6 separate regions of the Mus musculus genome follow, and regions 1, 2, 3, 5 and 6 are each linked to region 4. The links are chromatin contacts, called in public HiCAR-type, HiChIP or PLAC-seq and promoter capture Hi-C maps. All regions are on one chromosome and are shown on one strand. Each heading gives the region's core, a stretch centred on a gene start, on an enhancer-like site or on the middle of the called end of the contact. The rest is flanking DNA. Distances are from core to core; before and after follow the strand shown.

The links. Promoter capture Hi-C pulls out the DNA fragments that hold promoters and counts their contacts. HiCAR-type assays count read pairs that join an accessible place to other places. HiChIP or PLAC-seq counts read pairs in DNA pulled down with a chosen protein or histone mark. Capture Hi-C pulls out chosen DNA fragments and counts their contacts.
Region 1: a promoter capture Hi-C map of adipose tissue shows a contact between it and region 4, with 4 times the contacts expected there. The contact joins the promoter of Nbeal1 here to the promoter of Ino80d in region 4. A contact is called at or near these places in 6 of 39 promoter capture datasets (cranial neural crest, hippocampal neurons, liver and 2 more), 3 of 115 datasets of contacts at active chromatin or transcription factors (astrocytes, embryonic stem cells and extraembryonic endoderm stem cells) and 2 of 9 other capture datasets (adipose tissue and liver).
Region 2: a HiCAR-type map of astrocytes shows a contact between it and region 4, with 7 times the contacts expected there. The contact joins the promoter of Raph1 here to the promoter of Ino80d in region 4. A contact is called at or near these places in 3 of 39 promoter capture datasets (embryonic stem cells, hippocampal neurons and liver), 2 of 484 Hi-C or Micro-C datasets (both in embryonic stem cells), 3 of 115 datasets of contacts at active chromatin or transcription factors (astrocytes, embryonic forebrain and embryonic stem cells) and 1 of 9 other capture datasets (adipose tissue).
Region 3: a contact with region 4 is called in an H3K4me3 HiChIP or PLAC-seq map of forebrain, with 19 times the contacts expected there. The contact joins the promoter of Cyp20a1 here to the promoter of Ino80d in region 4. A contact is called at or near these places in 9 of 39 promoter capture datasets (the 3T3-L1 cell line, cranial neural crest, frontonasal cranial neural crest and 5 more), 2 of 115 datasets of contacts at active chromatin or transcription factors (astrocytes and forebrain) and 2 of 9 other capture datasets (adipose tissue and liver).
Region 5: a promoter capture Hi-C map of pre-B cells shows a contact between it and region 4, with 4 times the contacts expected there. The contact joins the promoter of Idh1 here to the promoter of Ino80d in region 4. A contact is called at or near these places in 5 of 39 promoter capture datasets (the C10 cell line, hippocampal neurons, liver and 2 more), 4 of 484 Hi-C or Micro-C datasets (CD4 T cells, muscle stem cells and rod photoreceptor), 4 of 115 datasets of contacts at active chromatin or transcription factors (astrocytes, bone marrow-derived dendritic cells, large pre-B cells and 1 more) and 2 of 9 other capture datasets (adipose tissue and liver).
Region 6: a contact with region 4 is called in a promoter capture Hi-C map of liver, with 4 times the contacts expected there. The contact joins the promoter of 2310016D23Rik here to the promoter of Ino80d in region 4. A contact is called at or near these places in 3 of 39 promoter capture datasets (hippocampal neurons, liver and stem cell-derived epiblast-like cells).

Annotation. Positions count from the first base shown.
Region 1 is chr1:60,179,347-60,182,268 of GRCm38.p6, reverse strand. Nbeal1 (neurobeachin like 1) reads right to left here and starts at 1,670. Exons shown (of 55, transcript NM_173444.2): 1 at 1,584-1,670; 2 at 515-806. The coding sequence starts at 565.
Region 2 is chr1:60,565,407-60,568,106 of GRCm38.p6, reverse strand. It overlaps Raph1 (Ras association (RalGDS/AF-6) and pleckstrin homology domains 1), which reads left to right and starts at 1,342. Exons shown (of 14, transcript NM_001045513.3): 1 at 1,342-1,542.
Region 3 is chr1:60,341,791-60,344,613 of GRCm38.p6, reverse strand. Cyp20a1 (cytochrome P450, family 20, subfamily a, polypeptide 1) reads right to left here and starts at 1,314. Exons shown (of 13, transcript NM_030013.3): 1 at 1,157-1,314. The coding sequence starts at 1,228.
Region 4 is chr1:63,112,895-63,115,835 of GRCm38.p6, reverse strand. Ino80d (INO80 complex subunit D) reads left to right here and starts at 1,569. Exons shown (of 12, transcript NM_001114609.1): 1 at 1,569-1,625. Ino80dos (INO80 complex subunit D, opposite strand) reads right to left here and starts at 1,365. Exons shown (of 4, transcript NR_045915.1): 1 at 1,292-1,365.
Region 5 is chr1:65,177,774-65,180,473 of GRCm38.p6, reverse strand. Idh1 (isocitrate dehydrogenase 1 (NADP+), soluble) reads left to right here and starts at 1,332. Exons shown (of 9, transcript NM_010497.3): 1 at 1,332-1,484.
Region 6 is chr1:60,777,186-60,779,885 of GRCm38.p6, reverse strand. 2310016D23Rik (a long non-coding RNA gene) reads right to left here and starts at 1,425. Exons shown (of 3, transcript XR_865459.1): 1 at 970-1,425.

The DNA of each region.
Region 1 (2,922 bases), core at 421-2,920, 2.9 Mb after region 4:
ATGTGGCCCCCCCACATATCCTACAAACAATAAGAGTTTTATTTTTCTTTTATAGGTACAATCTACCTATATAATTTTGAGATCACTGAAGATATATCAAAGAAATATTTGTAAGTTTTTAATAGCAGGCCAATATTGTCAATGTACTCAAAACTGAAAAATAAATATGGGAAATTCAAGATCTCTTACATGTTTTTTAAAATTTATTTATTTCTCTTGCATGTTTTTTAAATTCAGGATGGGGGAGTTGTTTGGGGTTCTGTTTTGAGAATTGCAGCCCTGGCTGTCCTGGAAATGTCTTACGTCCACTAGGATAGACTCAAACTCACATAACACCACCTGGCCCGGCATTGTTCTAGGACTCTGTTCTGGGACTAAAGGTATGCACCACCACACCTGCCAGTTCAGGATTATCAATATGCACAAACACACTACACAATAAGGTCATAATGCTGGATACAAAATTTTATAATCAAGTAATTTTAAGTACAGAAATAAAAGGAAAGCAAATTACCTTTGTACAATAAAGCATCCAAAGTTCAAAGAGCCTCTCTCTGGCTGCCATTCTGGCTTTCCACTCTGGTACTTTAATATTTCCTCAAAAAGACGGTTCAAGACCATATCATATTACTTTATTTTCCAAGTTTATCAGCCGTTACAGTAAAGCTCAAAGCAGTGGAATAAACAAAAAAAAAACAAAAAAAAAAATTCGTAGAACAAATAAGACTGTCTCAGGTCAATAAGGGTCAATTTCAGCAACTACTCCAACACTTCTTCATCAGGGGTAGCTGGTCTCGTAAATAGGTCTGTGAAATACAAAAATATCCTAAGTTTTTTTAAGCCACATTTGAAAAAAAAAAATCCAGATATCCGTCTGCCTTGATCACCCCATTCAAAGGGATAAATTTTTAATGTGATTAGATATTCCAGAAACTCCTGTTTGGCACACCACGACTAATGATCAACATAAAATACTAAAACCTTCCAGGCAGATTCACAACCAAAACTGCGGTAGATGGGAAGGAAGACGGCTCCCTACTCACGCCTTCCTTTAACCAGGAGCACAGATCAAACACAACAAATATCCGAGATTTCTCGCCAGCTTCTTAAAAGTTGCTGGGAATGTTTGCTGCGTTGCAGGGCAGGGCGTGGGGGGAGGGCCCGAGGAATTCCTGGTTTGTTTGTTTTAACCATCCACACAGCGAAAGTCATCCTGCCTACCTGGCTTCCACCTCTCCACCCAAGAAGAAAGGGGCTCACACACCGTGGCAAGGACCACCTCCCGTGGGACGACCCCAGACCCCGCCTCGCAGCAGTCCGGGGACCTTTCCATTTCCTCCCTGCGTCCCCGTTACGAACAAGAGAGACAAACGTCAGGCGTGCCAATCAACTTCAGAAGCGCGGCCCGGAGCGCTCTGGGACCCAGACCCGGGACCCACGCCAACCGGCCGCAGCCAGACCCGCCCGGGCCGGCCGCGCCCCCTCGCCCGCCGCCGCCGCCCCTCAGGCTGCAGCCCTGCGCCGCATTCCCCCGGGCCTTCCCGCCCCGCGGCAGCCTCCGCCCGACCTCGGCGTCCCCTCACCACGCTCACAGGCCCGCCGGCGCCACCCCGCCGCGGGCTAACTTGCTGCCCTCCGCCCTGCCCGCGGCGAAGCCCCGTGTCACCCCGAAGCCGGGCGGGAGGCGGAGGCGGAGGCGGGGTAGCGCCGACGCGGGGTGGGAGGAGCCAGGGGCGGAGCAGCCCCTGGGCTAATCATTCCGGCCTCTGGGGATTTACCCGGCCCTCCGGCAGCCGCTCCTCGAGGGCCGCTCAGCCCCGAAGCCCCTCCCCCGGCATGCCTGCGCAGCCGCAGTGCCCTCGCTCAGGCTCTGAAAGCGGTCGGAGCCAGCCTGGGCATTCCGGTCAGTAGTCACCCAGCTGGACGTGAGGGCCGACGTGCTGACGTCGCTCCCCGCCCCTGCTAGGTGGGGCGGACGGAACTTTCCTCGCCTGGCGGCGCCTCTGCGAATCAGCTGAGGACCGGCGACCCTAGGGCGTCTCGAAGGGATCTCGATTTGATTTCTTTGTAGAAATGGGATTGGTCCTGGGACAGAGCTCAAAAGCGAAAAAAGAAGAAAAGAAATCTTTACCTGTTCTGGCGTCGTTGCCTTTGTACTGTCACTGCCATTCTGTGTCTGTTCCAAGGAGACTGCTGTACGGAATGAGTTCCGTCTTTCAGAAAAAGAAGCAAAAGGCAGTCTTATTAGCTGCACACACTTTCTTAAGGTTGTTGTTGTTGCTATTGTTTTAAGAGAGGAGAAAAGCGTAAGATTAACCTTTTAAATCTAAACATTTAAGAAACTATTGTGAAATTTTACAAACATATAAAAAAATCAGTTTTAGAGCAGCTTAGCATCTGAGATGCCCTGTGTTTGATTCCTAACAAGCACACACAAGGAAACAAAGTAATAAAATGAACTTCTATATGTAATCACTAAGCTTCAGAAATAATCGAAGCCACCCTGAAGAAACAGGTCTGTGATCTAGCACTTAGGAGATGGAGGGAGAGAGATCAGGAGTTCAGCGCTGACATGGGCTACCTAGCAAGTCTGGGACCAACCTGTGCCGCATGAGACCTTGCCACAAAAGAAAAGAAGAAGAAAGGAAAGGGAGGGAGATGACTTGCTGTGCAAGCCAGACCTCCTGAAATGCAAGATGGAGACTGGAGGGCCAGCGAGCCCTGGCCACAAACAAGAGACCCTAGCTCACTAAATGGAAAGCAAGAACCTACTCATGAAAATTATCCTCTGGCATATACACATGCACAATAGATAAATAAATGTAAAGCTACTAATGCCATCATGGGGGTTCACTATGTGACCTTTATTTTTAAAATATACTAATGCCCCCACATGCCCTGTGTGCGTCCTTGTGCCACATA
Region 2 (2,700 bases), core at 93-2,592, 2.5 Mb after region 4:
TACAAGTATCTCAAGTGTGAAACAGACAATAATTGTATTGGACAGTTCTAAATACCAGTTTGAAACAGATTGTGCAGCAGTTTGGAAAAGACTACTAAAAGACTGAAACTACTTGGAACTCTTCAAGAATATCAGGAAGTAGAATGCAATTAGTCAAACTGGGATTTGATCCTACACTAGAGGAGTGAATACTCATTCTTAGAAAGATCGCCAGAATTTCGGAAATAGGTTATTTATGGGTTTTTTTTTTTTCCTTTTATTTTTTTGGTGAAAATTCAAGATACAGAAACAGTTAAAGAACAGACAAGAAGACATAGAAAAAAAAGAATGCTGGACGTTCAATGCAGCCAATTCCAGACCATAGCTCAATTTCTTCAATGCTAACAAAGTACATAGCCAAGCAAAGGTAATTTAATACTACTTTTCCTTTCCTTTGATCAACTTTACATGAAGGTCATAATAAGGACGTAAATCGAAAGAAATCTAAGTCTGCCTAAGTCAAAACTGCATTAAGATAAGCAGCATTTGAGTAATTTGGAGCTTGGAATCAAACCCAGTATTTTAAGTGTAGTACTCAGGGAATACAGCTCAGGGCTCAGGAAAGTTCGCCAACACCCTTGCTGAGAACAAATTCAATAAGGGAGAACAGAAACCAGGGACACAGATGAACAGGCTCTGACGTGAAAAAGGTAAAGATGAATGGAATAATGTCTGATCCCTGAAAGCTTTCCTTACACTGCACGAAACTGCAGAGTTTAAGCTAAAATGGGATTTCCTAGGGCAGTGCTCCCAGATTTCAACAATAGTAGGCGAGTGCCTGAGGAAGCCCAGGGTTGGTTCTGGAGACGACACATGCGGCAGGCAAAGGCTCCCAGCCCGGACAGGTCTGCTCGTCCGCCCTCAGTCTCCCAAGACCCTGGGACCCGAGTGATTGGGCAGGCTTCACGGGAAGGGCCACGGCGGGCGGGACCGCGGCGGGATTTTCCTCTCCGCTCATTCATTCTCTGATTCATTGGTTCCTGGAGGCGACTCACACGGACGCGCGCTGGAAAGGCAGGGCGCGGAGGACGGCCGCGGCTGGGTGCGGCCCGGCGCCTGAGGGGCGGCCGGTTGGGTGGGGGTGGGGGGTGCGGCTGTCCAGGCCGGGAGGGGCGCGCGCGTGCGCGCGTGCCGGGGAGCAGGAGAGGCGCGCGGCCGCCTGCGCCGGAAGTGAGCGGTGGCCGCGGCGGGGAGCGCGCGGTCAGGCGCAAGTCGGTCCGCCCTTGGGCCGCGCGGCCCTCAGCCCCGCCCAGTGTGCCGGGGCAGGACGCGCGGGCTCTGTGATCCGCGCCGCGGGGCTCTGCGGCCGCCCCGCCCAGTCCCCGCCGACGCCCGCTCTGTGGGTCGGTCAGTCAGTCGCCGAGCGCGCGCCGCGGGAGCTGCGGGCGCTCTCAGCGTTCGGGAGAGGAGCGTCGCCCCTGGAGAGGCGGCGGCGGCGGCGACTGGAGGCGCGAGCAGCTGCTGCCTAGCGCAGGGCTCCGGGAGGGCCGAGGGGCTGCCACGGTGAGTGCTCCGCCACCTGGCCCTCGAGGTCCGGGAAAGGAGAGGTCTGGGTGCCCGGGAGGCGCTGCCGTCTCCATTTGCCCGGCGCCCGGCGTGGCCCTCCGAGCGAGTGCGGACGGCTGCAGCCCGGGGCGCGGTCCTTGCCGGTCAGGCTCTCAGCGTTGGGCTGAGCCCCGCCAGGCGGCCTGCGGTGGGTAGGGGGTCGGCGGGGCCTGGGTTGCACCCCGCGCCCCTCGGGGCTGCACCGTGCAGACAATGAGACCTGGGGCCGCCTGGGGAGGTGCGGCAGGGCTGATACTCCGCACTAGGGCGCCGGTGGCCGGGGACCGCGGGTGGAAAGGGACTGGCTCCCGGTAGCCGCAGAAACCGATGGCTGGGTGCGGGATTGTTCTAGCTTCCATGCCCTGCCTGCTTTCATAGATGAGTTCACTGCAGAGATTTAGAAAGGCGGGGCGCCTTCTGTGTCTTCTAATTAAGCCGGCAAAGTAATTGCTCTAGTGCTTTTTAGCTCCATCTCATCTTTCCGCGTACATTCCCGCCGGAAATCCAAACTGCAATTCAGTGGAGGACGGCAGAAAGAGGGAAGGCTGCCTAATAGTGTTGGTTAGGTTGCCTTCGTTTTAAGACACCTGAAAGATACCCTTTTCCTATTCAGGGGTTGTCTTAGGCTGGCCCCCCTGTGTGAACTGGAAACTACTTGATCCTTATGTATCAGAGTGAAATAGGAGCTTTGGGAAATGGTATGAGTTGCATGTTTCCTGTGTGTTGCATTTCATACATTTTATGGGAAGAACAGTTTGGGTGGACGCTGCCTGCAGCATTTCTCATGGAGAAGTGGAGAGCCGCCCAAGTAGGTAAAGTCCTCCCTAAAGGAACTGTAAAGGTAGCGGGCTAGGGCTGAGGCATCATTCGATTATTAAACGGTGGTATTGTGTTCGTAAGAATATTGAAGTGAGCACACAGTCACAGAAACCTCCTCAGGTATAGTGGGAGACACTTCTACAACACTTGAGTGGTGGAAACAGTGCGTTAGAACAGAGTAAAGTCACATTCCATGCGCTAGAATAGGCTAGCAACGTGATAGTGGACAAGCAAGCCGATAACTATGCAGTAGTTCCCTGCCGGTAAGCAGCAGTACTCCACCTGTTTTCCTTTCTA
Region 3 (2,823 bases), core at 65-2,564, 2.8 Mb after region 4:
CTTTAAAGCTGAAAATCCCTTGATTCCAAGATTTGCATTTTTTAAAAGGAATGAATTGAAGACATTTTTTTGCCACATATATTTTTAATTTTTTTTCTAGTATACAAATTTTAAAATTTAAGACAAGGGCTCATGTGATCCAGACTGGCCTAGAACTCAGGTCCATTTTGGAAGAAACCCTTGAACTCTCCTGCCTCCACCATCCAAGTGCTATGATTACAGGCCCAACACAGCATTCCCAGTTTTCCTTTAAACTAAAATAGCCACTTATCCATTGAAATCCTCCAGTAGAACGCAGACTTAAAAGTCCTTTGAATAGCTTTTCAGCCATTTACACCCATCTGTCTTCCCGGTCTGGTTTTACATTCGCTCCAGTTGGCTAGGACACAGTCCTCTTATTCTTGAAAGGCCTGAGCTCTCAACTTCTTCATATCAGTGTTTTGTTTCTCAGGAGTTCAGGTATGTGGTTTCTATATTAGTCTAATCAACCACTAACTCAGAACAGGACACTTCTAAGGGGCATCTCCATCACCATTCATCTACCCGGGGCTGTTCACTACCTTTCCACTTTTCCATAAATCCACCACACTTTGTACATACATATTCTTTTAAAGACAGGGTTTGATGTAGTCCAGGGTGAGCTTTGAGCTCCCACCCCATCCTCCTCACCCCGGGCTGGGATTACAGATGTATGCAACGCCCAGCTTTATACAATACACTTTAAGGAAGTTCCTTAACAGTAACTCCGGAGTTTTGAGAGGTTCCCCTCTGAAAAGGACAGGTGGACAAAGTTTGGGTTGGGGAGCTCAGCTCGCCCATTCCAACAACGGTGCCGGGGCATATGCAGGGGGATGCTAGGAAAAGATGGAAGGAGTTTCTCCCCTGATGTAGAAGCAAATGGGATTGGGGCTCGAAGAAGTCAATGTCTCCAAAGTCACCCAAGGTAATGAATTGATCGCCACCTCCCAAAACCCGTCCGGGACAGGGAGAATGAGGGACCCGCCCAGGACCACAGCTCAGCGACCACAGCACTCATGCGCACGGGGAACGCACGCCGGGGCGGAGCCACGTGGCTCTTCCGCAAGCGCTCCCGGCCGACCGCCCGCCCAGGTCCTCGCGGCGCAGGCGCACCCCCGAAACCCGAGTTGGGAGTTACCGGGTAGAGGTACAGCACCGCTCCCACCAGCGCCAGCAGGAACGTCACGGCGAAGATGGCGAAGTCCAGCATGCTTCCTCTCGCCCGCCCGCGCGGTCCTCGGCCGTGAGCTCCGTGGTGGCGCCCGCAGCTGGGGAGGGAGGTGGCCTCAGGCGGTCGGCGAATAGGAGCCGCGGTCGCCCCGCCACGCCCGTGCTGGGCGTCACCCTTGGTCTGCTGGCGACTCACAGGCCACAAGGAAACCTCCAGGCCCGGGTCCCACCCTGGCCTGGCTAGAATCAAGCTGCGTGCGACACCAGTCCGCTTGCACAAAGTAGACTTAAGTACATTTAAGTAGGACTCACAACCGAAGCCAGTCTCACCTGGACACCTGCATGCATGGCTGAAGAGCTAGGCACCGTTAGATGCTCCTTATTGCTCAAAAGCGCTCCAGTGAACGTGGCTGGTTTCTGTGTTTTGACAGGATCTGACTATGTATCCCTGTCTAGATTGGAACTATGTAGACCAGGCTGGCCTCTGACTAATAGATGCCTTCCTGGTGCTGGAATTAAAGGCGTTAGCCACGGTAGCAGACATTGGGTAGGATTTCTGGCCACGGTGGCAGACAGTGGGTAGGATTTCTGTTACTGATAATTTGCAATAAATTCCTTGAATTTAGCAAGCTCCATTTTCTTCTATGGAAAACTGAAAACCAGAGGCTGGGGAGGTAGATTGCTTTTCTAGTACAAAGTTCTGGCTTCAGTCCCCAGCACCACATAAACCTGGCTGGTTGGCACACATTTGTAATCCCAGCGTCAGAAGGTGGAGGCAAGAAAATCAAGTGTTTAGTCATTTCCAACTACATAACCAATTCCTAGGTTACCTGAGCTCCTGCCTCATTAAATCAAAATCAATTCATTCAAAATAATACCATATAGAGTAGCCAGTGGAGGGTACTATTGGGCGTTCTAGGAAGCACTGAGCACTGGCAAAGCAATGTTGTGTGCTTATGTTTTTCAAACATTGCTTGGTCAGAGCATTACTGTAATTTGAGATCCTTCTGTTCTATCCAACTCAGAAATTTTAACATGGGTTAGTATAAGGTAAAGCCTGATACTTATTGGCACTACATTTAGTGAAAGCATCCTAAAACAATTTATAGATTTTATAGCTTGAATATCAAATTTTCTTGATACCGTTTGGCATGTCATTTGGAATTGCAGTTAGAGCTCCTGTAATGACTACTGCTTAAGAAGGAATCATACCTCACTGAAAACATGCCATATCTTTTTGAAGCTGTAACAATACTTCCACTCAAGATTTCGTCGATTGGAAATCACATTTTTTCCTGTCTTGGGACAAAGCTGTCTACATTGCTCAAGTTGGCCTCAAACGTTTGATTTTGTCTTAGTTTACAAGTCGCTAAAATTTTAGGCATGGGCCACCTCACACAGCAAGAGCTGTGCTTTTAACTCTGAATGTATTTCAAACTGCCCTGAGTGTTTCAAGGGTTTGTTTTTTAAATCGGTTTTAAAGACATTTCTCATCAAAATGATGGCCCACATCAACAGCAGATAAAAATTTGAAATATACAGTGTAGCTACATAACATTAATGATTTACTTATTCTATGTATATGAGTGCTTTATTTGCATGTACACCTGCATGTCAGAAGAAGCCGTCAGATTT
Region 4 (2,941 bases), core at 320-2,819:
CATGGCAGCTCACAACTGTCTGTAAGTCCAGTTCTTGGGCATCTAAAACCCTCACACAGCCATACACGCAGGCAAAACACCAATGTACATAAAACAAAAAATCACTTAAAAAAAGTAAACCTATTACATCTTTGCAATGTACAAAGTCGCTCAACAGGCTGACACTACACCGGAAGTTCTGAACATTCCAACACTAGGGAAGAGAAGCCTACCCCTCAATTCTGTGTTCCAAGAAGCAGGCAGCAAAGTATGCAATGTACCAAAGGCCTAGACATTCATCAATCTATGCAAACTAAAAGAAAATAACAGAAATGGAATTCTAGATATAATTCTTAATAAATAATTTTACTTGAAGAAAATCCAAGGCATCTTTCAATCTGTTGCTAGGTTTATAGGAGTCATCTTTCTTCTTGGGCTGATAGATGAACTGGCTTGCTCAGCTGTCCTGAGAGTTTAAATACACACTACTTCTATTTGCACCGTGAAAAATAAACAGCTGTATTATGCCTTTCTGGGCAGTCAATAGGTTTTACTTACATTGCTCTGAGAGAAGACAAAAGCCATCTCTTTACAATTGACTCTCAGCAGCCTCAGTTCCTCAGATACCAAAACCACAAAATCTTACCTCTAATACATGAAACCATAAGTACGAATACATACAACATAAACGAGCATTAAATAAAGACAATACCGTGACCTCTAAGTCTCTCAAGTGCCAATTTACAGACTGGCCACCAGATACAGAACTTGGACCTGCCATAGAGAAAAATCATTATTAGCCTGAAAAAAAGAAAAAAAAATAGAAAAAAAAAAGTAAGCTGCCACTGTCACCCTTATGGAAAAAGTTAACATGGAAAACAATAATATCGTAAAACCTGTGTCTTGTAAAGATTTCTTTCCATCAGAAGGTGCAGAAACATTCCCCACCACGGAGCACACGACCTCCTTTCTGTTTCTTCCCTGCTTTTTCTCAAGTATGGGCTTTTTTCCAGCGATGAGAGGTAGAAATTTGGACTTTATCTGGCTGGAGCCGGTGCACTTCTCCCCTTGGCCCCTCTCTCCTCTGCCTCCAAGATGGTAGGAAAGTTGTCGTTTCGGAGGGCAGAGGAACTGCTCTGTGGTGTTATGTCCTCGCGGTGCCTGTAGTGGTGCTGTAGGAGGCTGCTGCCTCTTCTAGTGCAGGCGGGCAGCCCTGCCTTCTTGGCTGGAGAGTATATTCAGGGATTTCCCCTTAATGATCACCGACCCTGGGAGCACTTTTTAGTTTCCAAAATAAAAATATGATCCTCACCCCTCGTGTTAGACAGGGAAAGACTCTTGCCGAAGCCCAGGGAGGGAGCAGTAGCAGCCGAGCTCCCTAAGTCCACTGCCAGCGCCTCTCTGATCTGTCAGCCTAGGCGAGGGAGGGGGGGTTGAGGGGGAGGAAGGAGGAAAAAAAAATTAAAAAAAAAAAAAAAAAAAAAAGCAGCTGAAAGGTAAGCAGAGGCGGCCCCAGGCCCGGCCCACATCCCCGGGCTCCCGTAGGGCGGCGGGCTGGGCCGCGTAGGCAGGGCGGGCGGCGAGCGCGCTTACGTGAGGCCGGGGATTCGCCGGCCCACGCCAGGCCGCGGGCGGAGAATGAAAGGGTGAGTGGGGCCGGCGCTGGGGTGGCGGGGGATGGGGCACCGGGGGCCTCGGGGACGCCCGCGGGCAGCGTCGGCGGGGGTTCCGGCGGCGGCCTGAGCGCGGCGAGCGGCGCGGCCTGCGCGGGCCGGGCCCCAGGAGTGCTGCGGAAGGGGGGGCGCCCTAGGCCTCGGGCCCCGCGGCGGCCGCGCCCTGCCCCCGCGCCACAGGCCTCCCGCGCCCCTGGGGTCCCCCGGGGCCTCGGGGCGGGCGGGCGGGCTGCATCCTGCGCCGGCCCCAAGCTCTCCCGCGGGACGGAGGGCTGGGCGGCGGGGACCGGGGCGACGGGGCCTCGGAGTGGGGACCGTGCGGCAGCACCCCGTCCCCGGGCATCGCGCAGACGGGGCCCCCCGGATTCCGGTAACTGTTGGGTTTGTTTATCCCCCCCGCTCCACGGCGCTCTGGGCGGCCTGGCCGGGGCGGGGCGGGCGGCCTGGCGGGCGTGGGGTGGAGGGGCGGCGAGGAGTCAGGTGCAGCCGCGGCCCGGAAAGTTTCCTTTTAGGCCCGAATTGGAGGCCGCCTTCTCTCCGGGGAGCCCCGGTCCTAGCGCCCGGGACCCCCGAGGGCTTCGGGGGGCGAGCACTCGGCTGGCTCGAAACTCTTTGCCAGTTCCTGTCCGTTCAAGGTACTCCGCCCCTGCACCCCTCGCCCGCGCCGCGCCCCACCCCGCTCCCCGCGATCCCCGACGGGGCTGCCAACTCCAGCCCATTCCCCAAGAGCTCCAGGGCCCGGGGAGAAGCCGTCTCTTCCGGTTTGGAAAAGTTTTCAAGGGGTTTTTCTTAGCTTTATTAGTTAGTGACTGGGCTTTCGGGGGTGGGGAAGGGAGGAGGTAGATTCAGGTGCTGTTTCTATTGCAAAGTCAGGGTCCATCGGCCTCCCCTCCTCCCCCCTTTTTAAAAAACCCAGCACCCCACCAAGGAGCTGTGGGGGTGCTACTTGTGTCTTTATTACTACCCCCACCTTCTCTCCCGGACTCCTTTGGGTCCTCAGTCTCCCTCTCTGGACAGCTCCGGCAGGAAGGTAGTTAAGAAGAGAGCAGAGAGCAAACTGTCAGGGAGAGGGGCAGGACCAGGCAGGCTTCTGGAGCAGTCCCCTGCCCTCCGTGGTAGGACTTTACCCCTCTTAGTTGGTCACTTGTCCGGTTAGAACCGACTCAGACGCTGAAGCCATGGGGGAGACCTCGGCTGACAGACAGAGCATTCAAAACTGGGAGGAAGGACCTGGAGGGCTGGGCGCCTGGGGAAGTAAGGTCTACCTGCAGCGCAAGGAGCAATGCCCG
Region 5 (2,700 bases), core at 83-2,582, 2.1 Mb before region 4:
GTCCTATCTCAGTGTCTCAGATAGTCAATCCATGCTTAGCACATATTTAGAACTTGGTTGAAGATGCTTATATTTAAATTCACCATGGCTCTGTATTCCTATGCATTCTTCTTACTTTTGCCATCACCTATAGTCAATACTTCTTATTGTGTTTTATTCTTCGTTTCTTGAATTTATTCTAAAATGCTTTCTGGAACAAGAATGGCTATGAATACTTACTTTTAGTAATATAAACAATATGTGCCTGATGGTAGTAAGTAACGTTTTTTAAAGTGATTTAAAGTGAGATTAGAGGTGAAAGTATAAACTCACACACTCTCTAATCATTTTATAGGAATAAACGGAGGTCACAGCTAATACCCAGTTAATCAACATTAACAGCTGACACCACGTATGAGTCCTTTTCCACATAGCGCCCTCTAGCGTCCAAAATGAATCTTACTAACTGCCGTGAATTCATAACTTTTCAACACAATGCTGGTTGTTTTAAAAGTCCATGAAGCGTTGAATCTTGACCAATCAAGGATGACCTATTGTCCTACAAGTCATAATGTTCTCCTTTTCAAGACTAAGGAATACAGACAGAAAAATCTCTGGAAAGATTGGAATACGTTTAACCCATTCTTAGAATTCTAAGATTTATATCGTGTATCTCTAGTGCAGCTTCATCGCAACCCAGAAAATAAACCTCACTGTCTTCCATGACAAATGGTGAGTGAAGCTTATTTATAAACAGCAACAGTTGGGAATACGGATCATTGGTAGTGGAGGGAATTATTGGGGTGGAATGGTGAAGCTCTGTAAAAGCCTCAGCATGAGAATATGAATGGTTTTACTCATATATGTATTTGTGTGTAGGGTATTGTTTGTTCTTGATTTTGAAATGGAAAATGCGCTCTGTTTTAGCTTTTGCATTAAGGTAGAATCTGTAGTCCTCACACGCCTTTAAGAAACCTCAAATGCACATTCTTCAAAGGGCACAGTCCAGCTCTAAGAGGCATCCGGAGACTCCAGGAAGGGATCCAGTCTAGGGAGGGCTCCCTCTTTTGTACCTTTTGCAGAGAACCTGGATACTCAACGCTGGGATTCCTAGATTGTTGCGGAGCCCAGAACACTCGGTCTCGGCGCTTCCGATAGCCTGTCAGTAGGTGGCGTCCTCGCTCCTCAACTGCAGGGTGTTCCCGAGGAATCTCCGCGGCGTGGCAGTCCCATCCCCCACCGGGAACAGCGGACCGCTGCATCCCAGACTTAATCTCAATCTATGCCTCGGCCCACCCCACAAAGTCGGAGGCGGCGAATGGCGTCGTGGAGGGGGCGGGGCTTCGGGAGGTGGGCTGAGGGGGTGGGGCCTGGGAGGAGACAAAGCCGGGAAGAGTTAAACAGCCTTGACCCTGCCGCTGGGCTTCCGAGCGAAGGTTGTGGCAGATGCTGATCTAACTGGGGCCGGCTTATTACAGCTTGTGTGTACGCGCGGGTGTGAGCCGGTGAGTAGCTGGGGCGCCTCCGGCTGCAAGCGGGCGCTCCTTCCCCTCCCTACAGGTGCCCCAAGGCTTAGAGCGGCAGCCGCCGCCCCTTACTATTAAACTATTCCGTTGAAAGCTGGAGTGAGAAAAAAGGAAGAAACCCCAGGTCTTGGCTGTGCAGAGATGAACTCAGTGGCAAGGCCCTGGTGCACTCAGGGACGCTTCCAGAGTTTGGGCGTAGAGAAGGGAAATGGGAGTAGCAGAGTGCTGCTTGCCTATCTGTATAGAAGGGCGCTTCCGAGGTTGGGATCGCTTTGGGAGGCGAGGACGTTGCAAGCAGTGACAAGTGGCAAGGCACCCGCGGAGGAGAATTTAGCTTTGAGGTGGACGCACAGAACTCTTGAGTGTTGGGTGTAAAAGGACTAGGCAGGAAAGCTGGTTGCAGAAAGGGTGTAAGCCAGGAATTTAGGCGTGTACTCCCTTCAAGGTTCAGGGGTGGGACCTGCCTTGTGGTCGGAGAAGAGCTAATGAGAGTGCAAGAGAGGGAGGGGATGAAGGTAGGCGGAGCCTCCAGCTTCAGTCTGTAGTGTTTGCTTAGCCACTTGGGGGCGCCCTGGGGTCTCGATTCCAGATGCAGCCATCTCAGTGGACCTCGTATTTAAAAGGTCCTGGCAGTGCTGAGAGGAGGGGCTGGTGTGGGGATCTGGAAGGAGGAACCGAGTCAGCTTCATTAGCAGAGCTTGCACAACGCCCACATGGATATCTCCTGTCTCAGTGTCACCCGAGGTCGAGCAAACCCGAGACCTGCAAAAAGCCAAAGAGCCGGGCGCTCACTCTAGGACTCACCGTCCTGTGGTGTGAGCGTGTGTGCGCACCAATATTTGTACTCCTGTGACCTTTATTTGGAAGGCTCCTGCCCTTTGCCCCTCTGGATACACTCAAGCACTGTACTTTAAACCAGATAAACTGGGCTGTAAGGCTGATATTAAATACAAATCCTCCTGGCAGGGGTATTTGTATGTTAAGACTTTCTGTTCCGGATCTTGCTTTGTTTTAGGAGATAAATTGAAAGGACACTTGTTTAAGTCATCAAAATTGAGAGGCCTTGTTATAATTGCAAGTCCGTTCACCATCAAGATAAGAATTAGCAATTTTGCCCTCTAATCTGATATCTTTAATGTGACCACATTGTATAGTTAGTTGGGCGTTAGTGCAAGTGTAGGCACTGGGAAAAGAG
Region 6 (2,700 bases), core at 176-2,675, 2.3 Mb after region 4:
ATAAAAGCTATAATATGAAAAAATAAAACAGTTGTAATGTGGGATATAAAAAGTACAAGACATCTACACAGAAGTCCCTTTGTCTAATCCTTTCATATAGTAGTGAGTAGAAACTAGAGACAATCTGCCGTTGTCCCACCAGAAGGTTCAAGGGCAAAGACAAGAATTAGCCCCAAACTTAGTATTCTACGGGGCACAATAAGTCATAATTTCCCCCTGAGCTCTAAACCTGGAAGTTTACTTTTGCATTACTAACCTTAATTCACGAAACAAACAACCTACTGAAAGAGGCCAGATTTGAGGGGCAATGAAGGTTAAAACAAACAAACAAACAAACAGGAGAGAGGTGCTTGTAGGAGCTGGGACCTCTCTTCCTGTTTTGTTCTCAGTGGTTTTCATCCTAGGTTGCTTCCTTTTGAGACTGAGAATATGTCTCTCCCTATAAAGCTAGTAACCAAGCGGCAGAAAGATCGAAGTAGGCTCCACAAGATAAGTACTCTCCTGTCACAGCTTCAAGAGGAGGCTGAGCAGATTTAAGTCTTTCTTATGGCCTCTGTAGAGGCCCTGGGAAGGAACTGAGTGAATAACCTACACAGCAGTCCTACACACTATATAAGAAAAGTCTTGGAGGTCCTAAGGCTGTTCACCCAGACTGTAACTTGAACACATTAGTGTATCCTGGCTTTGCAGGATACACCATTCTGAGAGAGGTGTGCCTGCTCCTGGTATTACAGGCTGTTTGCATATTAAATCTTAGGTATTACAGGCTGCTTGCATATTAAATCTTAGGTATTACAGGCTGCTTGCATATTAAATCTTAGGCATCTGACCTTTTGGGGAGCAATTTCCTATTCTTGGCTGCACAAATGAAGCTAAATCTTACCCTATTTCTAAAATGCCCAGATAGAATGAATGAGTGTATGGCTCAGAGTGCCCCCACAGGCTGTTTCCAGAAAGAACTATTTGTACCTTGGGTGTAACCAGCAGCTGTAGACAAACAGGGTGGAGCAGCGATAAGGGATGACAAAGGCCGGGTCAGTGTCTATGATCTGTATAAAGCTGACTTTCACGCCTACCTGTGAAATGCCAAGCTTTAGTTTGCCCTTCCAGTGGGCAGCAGCAGGGGTTGCGGGTGCGGGTGAGGGTGTGCTCTCCTGGTCACCTATAAATAGTAGCTAAATTTAGATTTGAAAAAGTCATGGAAAGTGGTAGGAGGCCAGTCCTGAGACAGCTGCTTCTGGTCTCTGCTCCACCCACTCCACACTGGAGCTGAGTGTGGTCCATTTGGAAGGATTTGCAGGGTAATTCGTCTTTTTCATTACCTTGGACACGGGCCATACCCCCCCACCCCCACTGTGAATAAAAATTTATTTTGTTTCCTTGGAGATTGCATGGATTTGATGGTTGGACGAGAGGGAAAAGAGCAAAGAAAATGTAACAGTAATCATTGGGCTTTTAGCACTAATTTCCCGAGGATGCTGTCATCTTGAAATTCTCGTCCCCTTTGCTTTTAGTTTCCTGTTTCTCCTCCCCAGGATAGCTCTCTCTTGGATAAAGTCTCTCCCTCATTCTCTGCAAATCCTTGCCTTTTTTTTTTTTTTTAAATAAAGTTACTTGGACACTCACACTCCCAAGAGGTCTTTACATGCACCCAGACTGATCCCTTCTAGATGGTGTCTGGCGTTCAAAGACAAGCTCAAAGCTTAAAAGTGGTGCCTTGGTTCTGTCTCAGAGGTCAGCAAACTGCGGCCTACAGGCCAAGTCTAGCCACTGTCTGACACTGCACAGGCCATGAGCTGAAGAATGGATTGTATGTGTACATACGGCTAGGGTGATGGTGCAGCAATCAGAGGAATCACAATATCTGGCAAGAAAATTAAAGGAGAATCAAATACCAATATCCATAAGTAAAAGCTTGCTGAAATACAGCTAATCTCAGTTGTTTGTCTACAGTGACAGACTGCAGTAGCTACAAGAAACTATACAGTCACCAGAGTAACAGTAGATACACAATGTCTAAGTTCTACAGTCAGGACTAAGTAGGTGCCTTAAGGTGAATAGAAGGAGGTGAAGGGTTGTAAAATACACTCTGATTGGTCCACGCAGAGATAAGGACAACAGCGTTGCTCTATCGTTTCTCCTGTACCCAGTCCGCTTTTCAGAGCTGGGAAGACGGTCATCAAAATGTTGTTGGATGAATGAAGAAGAAGACAGGACAGAGAGGCACAAAGCAAATGAAACATGAGTTGCACCCTGTTTGGAATGAAAAAGCATCCCCATGACAACCTCCAGCTAGTCTTGCTTCATATCATCTATATCACTGGTTCCCAGACGTTAGCAAAAACCCTCACTTTGGATGCCAACGTATCGAATGCTCAGTGTGTGCATAAGAAATTGAAAAAAAAAGTCTGTATGAATCTGGCTAACTTTGCTGATGCTAATTCAAACCCACCTTTCTGACCCTCTTCCTCAGTCACCAAATGTACATCAATTTAGTCTAGACACTAAACTCAGATGAGGAAGTTATCAAGGGAAAGGAAATCAAATGTAAACTTCATAAATAAACCTTTTGTTCATCTCTCTCTCTTCTTCCCTCCCCCTCCCTCCCTCCCTTCCTCCCTCTCTCCCTCCCTCCCTCCCTCCCCATCTCTGTGCTTGCAGGTGACACCCACACATATCCTTCAGCGTTGGCAGAGATGT